Regions from separate parts of the Pan troglodytes genome. Here region 1 is linked to region 2. Evidence: chromatin contacts called from public HiChIP or PLAC-seq data. All regions are on one chromosome and are shown on one strand. Each heading gives the region's core, a stretch centred on a gene start, on an enhancer-like site or on the middle of the called end of the contact. The rest is flanking DNA. Distances are from core to core; before and after follow the strand shown. Region 1 holds the start of TXNRD1 (thioredoxin reductase 1). Region 2 holds the start of NFYB (nuclear transcription factor Y subunit beta).

Region 1 (5,036 bases), core at 435-2,934, 150 kb after region 2:
TTTTTCCTCTAGAATTCACGACAAGGGTAAGGCATCTGGGCTATTAACAGCAGCAAGAAGGATTTGAAAGAAAAGAAGATGGTTTTAAAATGGTGATTTTAATTTAAAGAAAAATAACTACATGGTGCTACTCTGGGCATCTTTGCTATAATTTGCTCACTTAGGAACAATGTGAAGTTAAAATGCCTTATCTAGCCTGTTTTGGAATGCCGTTAGAAAATATTAATTATAATCACTCTGAGCTGTCTATACAAGATGCTTTTAATGGCAAGCCTCTTCAAATCAATCCTTATTACTTGCTTTTAGTACATTATTTCAAGTTAAATGATCCTTCTGTGTCCTAAGTCATGCTTTTGAAATAAGGTGTATTTTCAATATATTTCTAAGAATGAGGAGTTTATGACCCTGGTTCATGGGTCATTGGGTAGACTAAATGAGATAAAGGCATATAAAATGATTAATACAGAACTTGGCTTGGGAGCCAGGAGTAAATGTTTTGTGTTCTCCCTTAGACCCAGTCTTTTCATGTTTTTCCTTCTTTCCTCCTTAAATCACATTGTTTCCTCAACACCCATGTACTAGATCCATTCTCTGTTCTAGGGACTCCAGAATCAGGTGAAACACTCATGTCAATAATCAAACACTCATGTCAATAATCACCTTATAGGGGAAGTGTCAAGTTAGTGTGTGTAGTGTGTGTGTGTGCCCATTTAGAGGGTGAAGAAGCTAAATCAAGCCTCTGAGTTTCACCTTGGAAGGGCCTGGCAGGACCTGGCAGTGGTTGCCTGTTTGTTTAGAGGGAGTGTGGCTTCTACTGGCTGTTAGGAGCCCGCAACGCTCTCACCTGAGACTGCTTCAATCTGGCATTATCAAAGAAGTGGGAAAGACATTCATTCCTTCCTTCATTCAGTTATTATGTATTTATTCAGCAAATATTCATAGCCTGCTAGTGCACAGTGCTGAATAAGAACATGAGTAAGAGCAGGGAAGCATGAGAGAGCATGGCTCACCTTAGTAGCTGCAGGTGGCTGGGTGCAGCTGGAGTTAAAAGACACTCTGAGTTTTTCTTAAAAAAAACAATAAATACCAAACTTAGAATCTGATAAGGAAGAGGTGCTCTCAGGGGAAGTTAGGTGTGTTCCTAAGAATTTGTCATTTCTTTTCAGGATTAGTCAGGATGAACTAGACATTTCTTTTCAAAAGCCTAATAACTTCCTTTAGGGAACTGCCAAACTGACTAATCCATGACCTTAAGGCAGTGGGTCCCAAACTTTGCTGCCAACTCGAATCACCTTTGGAGTTTTTTTTTTTTTTTTTTTTTTTTTTTAAACGCAGAGGCCCAGGTCACACTCCACACCAATGACATCAGAATGTCTAGGGGTGGGAGCCAGGCACCAGGATTCTAAAGACCCTCACGTGATGACAACAGCTAGCAAAGTTCTGTAGCTACTGCCTTAGGGCGTAGTCTAATTTCTTCAGTAAAAACACACTTATTCCAAATTTGGTTCCAGAATTGCCTTAAATTGTTTTTGCTCTGTTCTTAGGTTGGGGGCGGCTATGAGCAGGCAGAGGATGTGGTGTCACCCAATTAGGAGCTCTCAGCTTACTAGGCCAATTAGCATAGGTTGCCAGGGCTGCACGAGGAGTGGATTTCTGCTTTGTCATTCTGACTCTGGCAGTTACCCCGCCCGCTCGGCGCAGGGCGTGGCTTCTCGTAGCCATTAGGAAACAGCAACCGTTTCACCTCAGTTTTCTTCACTCCGGCATTTGCAGCAGAGCGAAAGGTGGTCGAGTCCTGAAGGAGGGCCTGATGTCTTCATCATTCTCAAATTCTTGTAAGCTCTGCGTCGGGTGAAACCAGACAAAGCCGCGAGCCCAGGGATGGGAGCACGCGGGGGGACGGCCTGCCGGCGGGGAAGACAGCATTGCGCCTGGGTGCAGCAGTGTGCGTCTCCGGGAAGGGAAGATATTTTAAGGCGTGTCTGAGCAGACGGGGAGGCTTTTCCAAACCCAGGCAGCTTCGTGGCGTGTGCGGTTTCGACCCAGTCACACAAAGCTTCAGCATGTGGTAGGTGAGGCCGGCGCCTGTAGGCTGGCGGTTTCCTTCCTCTTGGTCTTTGTAGAGACAGTTTGCAGAACAGCGGAGAAAATGGGTATTGTATCGTTTCTTACAGAGTCCGAGTCTTGAAATGTAGATGACAATGTGTTGAGTGGACTGACAGATCCTTGAGAACATTAAGAAAGTATAACTATGTAAGAATGCTTCTCTAGGAATTTTCACACCATTTAATCCTCAGAAATCCTGAGACGTTGGCAAAACACATGGGGTCTCCATGTTTTTACAAGTGGGGAAAGCAAGGCTCAGAAAGATCAAGTGGCGTGCCCAGCTGGACACAGACTATTAAATGGGGCGGCGACGACGACCCCAGGGCTTCCTCACTCTCTCAGGCAGTACAGGATAGTGATTAAACGCGTCGACCACATTGCCTGGGTTTGAATCCTGCCGCTGCTTTTGAGTAGCTCCTTGAGCTTGGACAAGTTTCTTAGCTTTTCTGTACCTGTTTCCCTCTCTGTAAGTTGGGCCTGGTAATACTTACTTGTAGAGTGGTTGTGAAGTTGAAATGTAAATATATGTGAAGCAGTATAGACATGTTAGCTACTATTATTACAATTAAGCAGCTATACTTTGTTTTTTGTTTTTTGTTGGTTTTTTTGTTTGTTTGTTTTTTGAGACGGAGTCTCATTCTGTCGCCCAGGCTGGAGTGCAGTGGCACGATCTGGGCTCACTGCAACCTTCGCCCCCTGGGTTCAAGCGATTCTCCTGCCTCAGCCTCCTGAGTAGCTGGGATTACAGGCACCTGCCACCGCGCCCGGCTAATTTTTGTATTTTTAGTAGAGACAGGGTTTCACCATCTTGGCCAGGCTGGTCTTGAACTCCTGACCTCATGATCCACCCGCCTCGGCCTCCCAAATAAGCAGCTATACTTTTGAATGTTGGCGTGATTTATGTCTAATGAATAGGCCTCATGTCAGTGTAACTGTGGAATCTGTATGTTCCACTGAGTTCACCCCTTTGTGAAATTTTACCATTAGTGCCTAGTTTCATCTGTAGCGTTGTGTATTGCTTCAGGATTCTTTTTAAGAATGCACCAGGTAGGCAGAGTGTTCTTAATTTTGCTCCACGGTTTCAAATGTCAAGGAAACGTTGGAAGTTGGATTTTGGCATTCAGTATAGATGCAGAGTTGAAAGCAAGATCAAACTGGGAGGTGTTTTGTGAAAGTTGAGATAAACGTGTATTAAGCTTCTTTTTTGAAGCTTTTCTGAATTGGGGATTTACCGGGAAAGTAGGACGTTTAATTTTAGCGGAGTAGTGCAATGATTTAACCCTGACTACAACTCTGACGTTTACAGCTAGCCTTGAGGCCATGTTTTCAGCCAGTGTGCGGATTTGCCGGGGTCAGACTCCAAGCTTGATTGTGAGTTCTAGCCTTTGTCAGAAATGCAGCAAGTCATGCTAACTTGCAAGGGAGTCAACAGAGGGCACGCGGTGCCTGCGGGGCCGGGACGGAAGCCCCGCCCCCTGCGCAGTTCCCGCCTGTTAGCGGGGGAGAAGCACCTTACACGCTCCGCTCTGCTTTTGTGCCACACAGAGGACGGTCGGGCCCTGGAAGGAACGCTCTCGGAATTGGCCGCGGAAACCGATCTGCCCGTTGTGTTTGTGAAACAGAGAAAGATAGGCGGCCATGGTCCAACCTTGAAGGTAGGAGAGAGTAACGTATCTTTTTAAACGGGGGATGAGCTGGTTGAGCTCAGCGTGGTCACAGCCTGCCTTTTAAAGCCAGCGTGGATGTGACCCTCCAAACGGGACGCAGCGCTGGGAAATGACGAAAAAACGCTCGTGGGCTAGCGCATGTGTTAATCGAAGTTGATGAGACGTTGGACAAATTTCACATCTCGGGAAACTTGAAATTTCTAACGCTTTTCATCTTTTAAAATAGCTTTTTTAAAATGTCCTTTTTCTCCTATTTCCCCTTCCTCTTTCCCTCCCAGTTGTAAATAAAATTTTTTAGCAGCAATGTAATCTGCTAAATGTTAGTTGTTTAGGGAAGTCCTGAGAAAAGGGGATCAGGAAATGCTTATCTTTGTCATCAAGGTGGCCCTGTAATCTTCCTCTTAATTCTCTCAGGGGTAGGGGACCCGGAAACCCCAGGGTCTGGAGGAGAGCAACCAGGAAGCTCTTGGGATGACTTCGTTTTCCTTCAGGTGTGTCTTTTTAGCCCAGAGTTAATAGTTGGGTGAAGGGAAAGGAAGAAGTCTTCCCTTTGGCTGGTAGCAAACGCAGTAGAAATCCTTCCTTAGACCTATGCTACTGAGGAGTTATAGCCACTGAGGGATTTATAGCCTACAGTGTTAGAAAAATGCTTGGAGGCTGGGTGTATGTATGTTTTATTTATGTATTTAAAAAAAAAAAAAAAGTCTTGCTCTGTCACCCAGGCTGGAGTGCAGTGGCGTGATCTTGTATCACTGCAACCTCCACCTCCTGGGTTCAAGCAATTCTCCTGCCTCAGCCTCCCGAGTAGCTGAGATTACAGGTGCCCGCCACTACGCCCAGCTAATTTTTTGTGTTTTTAGTAGAGATGGGGTTTCACCATGCTGGCCAGGCTGGTCTCAAACTCCTGACCTCAGATGATCCATGGCTGGGTGCATGTTTAAGGGAACAGGACACCTGGGTGATGTTCTATCTCACCTGTGGTAGATTACCAGGTTAGAAAACTTCCCGTAGTCCCATCACCACGATCCATGTGATTTTTGTCCTTATCCATTTATATCTCTGTAATTTTTAAGAAATGAAAACATTGCCTTCTTAGAAGTAAACCTAACGCCTGCGTTAAATGTAAAAATATATTTAGATGTGTTGCAGCCTTAGGAAAAATACTAATAATTTGAATTTTTATTTATTACCTTTTCTTTTAAAAGTATTTTATTTATTTTTGACAAATGGTTATAGGGAATGGATCTAGACTTCAAACAGCAA
Region 2 (4,652 bases), core at 79-2,578:
AAGAGCAATGCAGGGAAGGAATAATTTGCCTTTTAAGGAATTTTGGTTAAACTTTCAATACTTTACAAATAAAACCCCCACTGATTAGTGCCACTGATATTGATCCTTTTGCTTTCATCACTTTATGTTGCTGATTAGTTTCCATACTAAGAGAGATGAAACCACCCCAGTGATTTGTAGCACGAACCACGCAACTATGGGGTCCATGCGGGTTAGTGGGATGCCATTTTTTTTAAAGGTCGCAGGCTACCTAACCTTGTTTAAATTATCCTGTTAGAGTGCTTTGGGCGAGATTACGATTTGTGGGTGCTCTGTAATTCTTTGTTCTCTAAGACTACCGTTCCTTAAGGCCCTGCATATCCTCCCGCCTCCCACCACTAATGATTAAAACCTTAGTCCAATCCGAAGGGCTTCCTTCCCACCTTCGGGGCAAGTCCAGGGACCGCAAGCCGCCAGATGGCTGCATTCTTTACGCGCAAACCAGGCTGCGGGGAAGCTAAAGCCATGCCTTCCTCCCCACGCAGGTGCCTGGGTGGCCCCGGCCCCACGGCCCGGTCCCGGCGACCTGTCAGCCCTGCGAGTGCCAGGAGGCAGGCCCCCAGAGCTCATCCCCTGACTCGCCCGGCCGCCCCGGCCCCGCGCCCAACGCCTGCCTCCCACCCGCCGCGCGGCCCCCGGGATGTGCGGGCAGACAAAGCGCCGGGCCCCGCCACAGCCCCGCGGGCGGGAGGGGGGCGCCCCCGGGGACTCGCGCCGCGGCCGGGGCTACGGGGCCAGGGCCCGGGCCGCGTCTCCCGCCCCTCGGCCGGCTCCCCGCACAAAATGGAGCCGGCCCGGGACGCCGTCGAGCGCGGGGCCCCGACGCAGCCCCGCGGCCCCTCCTCGGCCCCGGGCCCGGAGCTCAACGGCGGCGAGGGTAAGGTGGCCTGGCCCGCGTCCCGCCGCTCCTCTGCCCGGCGCACAAAGAGCCGCGCCGCGGCCCCGCGCCCGCTCCCCGGCCCGGCCCGCTGCGGGAGCGGCCTCGCAGGCGCGGGCCCCGGCCTCGGCCCGCGCGGGAGGGCGGGAGGCGAGTGCCCCCGGCCGCGGCGGCGTTGGCGGCGGGGACGGCGCCGGGAGGAGACGGACATTTCATTCGAGCTAAAGTGGAGTCGGTTTAGGAGCGATCATTGGCCGAAGCGAGACACAAACCTCCAATGCAGCCCTGGTTGGCTCCCGTCTCCAATCGGCTGTTTGGTTGGACAGAAAATGGCTGCGAAGGAACCAGTCCCAGCGCGGAGCTCCGCTTCCAGGACTCGGCCTCCCCTCCCTCCGCCGCGGGCCGCTTCCCTCGGCGCGACACCCTCCCTCCGCGCCGCCCGCGCGCCCGCCCGCCGCGGCCCCGCCCCGCCCCGCCCCACCCCCGGCCCCGCCCCACCCCCGCCCCGCCCCCGGCCCAGTCCCGCGTTCCTGTGAGGCCGCCGCGTCGCTCCGTATGCCGCTCTTCTAGGCGCGAGGTCTTCCAGGGCGCTACCCGGGCGCGCCGTTCGGGTCTAGGCGGGCCTCCTTCCCGGTGCTGACCCGGGCCTGTGCGAAGCGGGATCTCTCGGGCGTCCCTCTCTTTGTCACCCCTTCCCCCGCCACGTGGAGGTGCCTCAGCCGCCTGAGCTCAGCCTGCCTGCGCCTGGATTTTTAAGAAGGGGAAACCAAGGACAGAAGCCGCCCCCTAGGACGACGCGCCTGAGCCACCGGGAGGGTCTGAACGGCGGGGGCCTCCTGGAGCGCCTTCAGCGCCTCGTGTTTTCTTTCCTTGGGTCCCTGTTAGCGTCGCCGCATGCACAGCGCTCCCTGTCATTTGGTCCCTGAGCTTGGGTGTTTTTCACATTTCATCTAAAGATGCAGACCCCTGCTAAGTCTAGCCAGCCTTCACCCTGAATCTTGAACTTAAGATGCTGCATTTTCCACCCACCCCCACCCCTCTAGTAGCTGCAGATTGACAAGCGGCTTTTCCCAACCAGATGACATTTTGGCTGCAAGAATCCGTGGCCCGTTCTTGCCTCTGTGCAGCCAAGCTCCTTCGCTGTCTTTCTCAAACTGCAGTCCTGAGTCCAGCTTCGCTTAGCAGTGACCATCCCAGAGGTGGGTAATCCAACACTGGATCCACTCACTGCAACCGGAGCTGGGGATGGCATGCCCTCTGCTTCCACTAACCGAGTGGCCTGCACCACATTAAACTCTCCAGCTTTGATTATGTAAAAATACAGAGATCTTTTATTTATAGAGTTCCTACTGTTTCTCAGAGTATTTAAACATTTCTGCGGCAAGTATGGAAGAAAAGACAAATGAAAGCCCCAAATTGTGACAAGAGGAGTAAGTAGCAATGCCACTGTCATCAGACAACCTGACTTGAATTCCAACCCCCCTTCTTACTGGCTTGTGATCTTGGCCAAATGTCTGCTTCTCAGGGTTGTTTGGGATAATGTATACATAGAAAGCCCTTTAAAAAAAAAAAAAAGTTATCCCAGCACTTTGGGAGGCCGAAGCAGGCCGATCATCTGAGGTCAGGAGTTCGAGACCAGCCTGACTAACATGGCGAAACCCGGTCTCTACTAAAAATACAAAAATTAGCCGGGCGTGGTGGTGGGCGCCTGTAATCCCAACTACTCAGGAGGCTGAGGCAGGAGAATCGCTTGAACCCGGGAGGCAGAGGTTGCAGTGAGCCGAGATCACACCATTGCACTCCAGCCTAGGTGACACAGCAAGACTCCATCTCAAAAAAAAAAAAAAAGTTATCCTAAGATCTTTATATAGCATGAATTTCTTCAATCTCCATCAAACATTTAAAAGGTGTTATTTGCTTAAAAAAAAGAAAAAAGAAAAAATTGGCCTGAGTTTAATTTCTCCCTTTCTCTATGCTTACCCATAAAGTGGAGATTAAGGAGTGAAATGATGTGTTCAAAGGTTCAAAGGCAGGAAATATAAAGTAATAGAATTGGGAGAAGGGGCTGGGCATGGTGGCTCACGCCTGTAATCCCAGCACTTTGGGAAGCCAAGGCAGGCCGATCACCTGAGGTCGGGAGTTCGAGACCAGCCTGACCAACATGGAGAAACCCCGTCTGTACTAAAAAATACAAAATTAGCCGGGCGTGGTGGCGCATGCCTGTAATCCCAGCTACTCGAGAGGCTGAGACAGGAGAATCACTTGAACCCAGGAGGCGGAGGTTGCGGTGAGCCGAGATCGCGCCATTGCACTCCAGCCTGGGCGACAAGAATGAAACTCTGTCTCAAAAAAGAAAAAAAAAAAAAAAAAAAGAATTGGGAGAAAGATGACTAATCCTTCTCCCAATTCTGGATGGTGAACCAAAAGATGTGAAGATGACTACTTTTCTGAGTTAATAGTTTATCATTTCAGTACTGTGGATCTAAACTACGTGCTTAATTCAAATTCCACTAAAAGGTAATATCAGCTCCTACATTCTGCAGGCATTGTACTAGGAGCCCAAGGGCTACAAAGGTGAATGAATCACTCTCCTTACCCTGAGGAGCCAGAACTCTAGGAGAAATGGAACCCGGTCCACATCCCCTCTGCAGTTGGATCCTAGGTCATCCTGCCTTGACAACCAACCTGTGTTCTCTGTTTCTTCTGTGTCCTCTGTTTCTTCTGTGTCTATTTCAGGAAGCCCCCAATAAATGTTAACCATTTTTCTGATGACTTGGTGAAAGAGGAAGGCCAAGATCATAATTTAGTCTTGGAAAAAACACTGCAGCTAACCTAGTCTTTGCATTCAAAGTCAGAGACAGGTAATTGAGTGTCTTTATTTCGAGTCTGTACACCACAGCTGCCAGTTAGTTCATATCGCCATTTCTCTAGGCATCATAATTAAGCAAACAATGAAACAGAATCCCTGGCCCCATGAAGACTTCACAGTTTTTACTTCATCACTTCAATGAGGTCTCGTAAAATTCCCATGAGGACAGTGTCTAGTAGAATATTGTCTCCACTTCCACCTTCCTGATTCTTCTCTTGCTCCACTCTTCTCAATCCATTCTATGCACTGAGGCCTAGAAGGATCTGGCTTCAGCTTCCCTCTCCCACCCGGCTTGTGGCTCTTCCTCAACCCTGACCTCACCACCCTCTAGACCCACTGGCCTATGCATTGCTCCTCACACACGCACCAGCCTTAAGATCCTCACTGGCTTCTTTTCATCACTGAGGTCTTGCCCCTTCAATGAGGGACTTCCCTGATCCCTTCTTCTTAAGTAGCCCCACCCAGTTACTCTCTATCCTGTCATCCAGCTATATTATTCTATGTAAAAGTAAATATGATTATATTTGCTCCAATACCCTTAGCCTAACTGGATTATCTTGTTTATTTGTTGGCTATAAGTACATATATCTAAAATGGAAACAGGCCAGGCTCAGTGGCTTATGCCTGTAATCCAAGCATTTTGGGAGGCTGAGGAGGGTGGACTGCTTGAGCTCAGGAGTTTGAGACCCACCTGGCCAACATGGTGAAACCCTGTCTCTACAAAAGGTACAAAAATTATCTGGGCATGGTGCTGCATGCTGGTAGTCCCAGCTGCTCAGGAGGCTGAGATGGGAGAATCACTTGAACCCGGGAAGTGGACGCTGCAGTGAGCTGAGATTGCATCACTGCACTCCAGCCTGAGTGACA

The links. HiChIP or PLAC-seq counts read pairs in DNA pulled down with a chosen protein or histone mark.
Region 1: an H3K4me3 HiChIP or PLAC-seq map of stem cell-derived excitatory neurons shows a contact between it and region 2, with 6 times the contacts expected there. The contact joins the promoter of TXNRD1 here to the promoter of NFYB in region 2. A contact is called at or near these places in 1 of 7 Hi-C or Micro-C datasets (stem cell-derived neural progenitor cells) and 1 of 1 datasets of contacts at active chromatin or transcription factors (stem cell-derived excitatory neurons).

What each region holds. Positions count from the first base shown.
Region 1 is chr10:111,095,614-111,100,649 of NHGRI_mPanTro3-v2.0_pri, forward strand. It overlaps TXNRD1 (thioredoxin reductase 1), which reads left to right and starts at 1,685. Exons shown (of 15, transcript NM_001122669.2): 1 at 1,685-1,835; 2 at 3,652-3,761.
Region 2 is chr10:110,946,208-110,950,859 of NHGRI_mPanTro3-v2.0_pri, forward strand. NFYB (nuclear transcription factor Y subunit beta) reads right to left here and starts at 1,329. Exons shown (of 6, transcript XM_054664631.2): 1 at 1,189-1,329.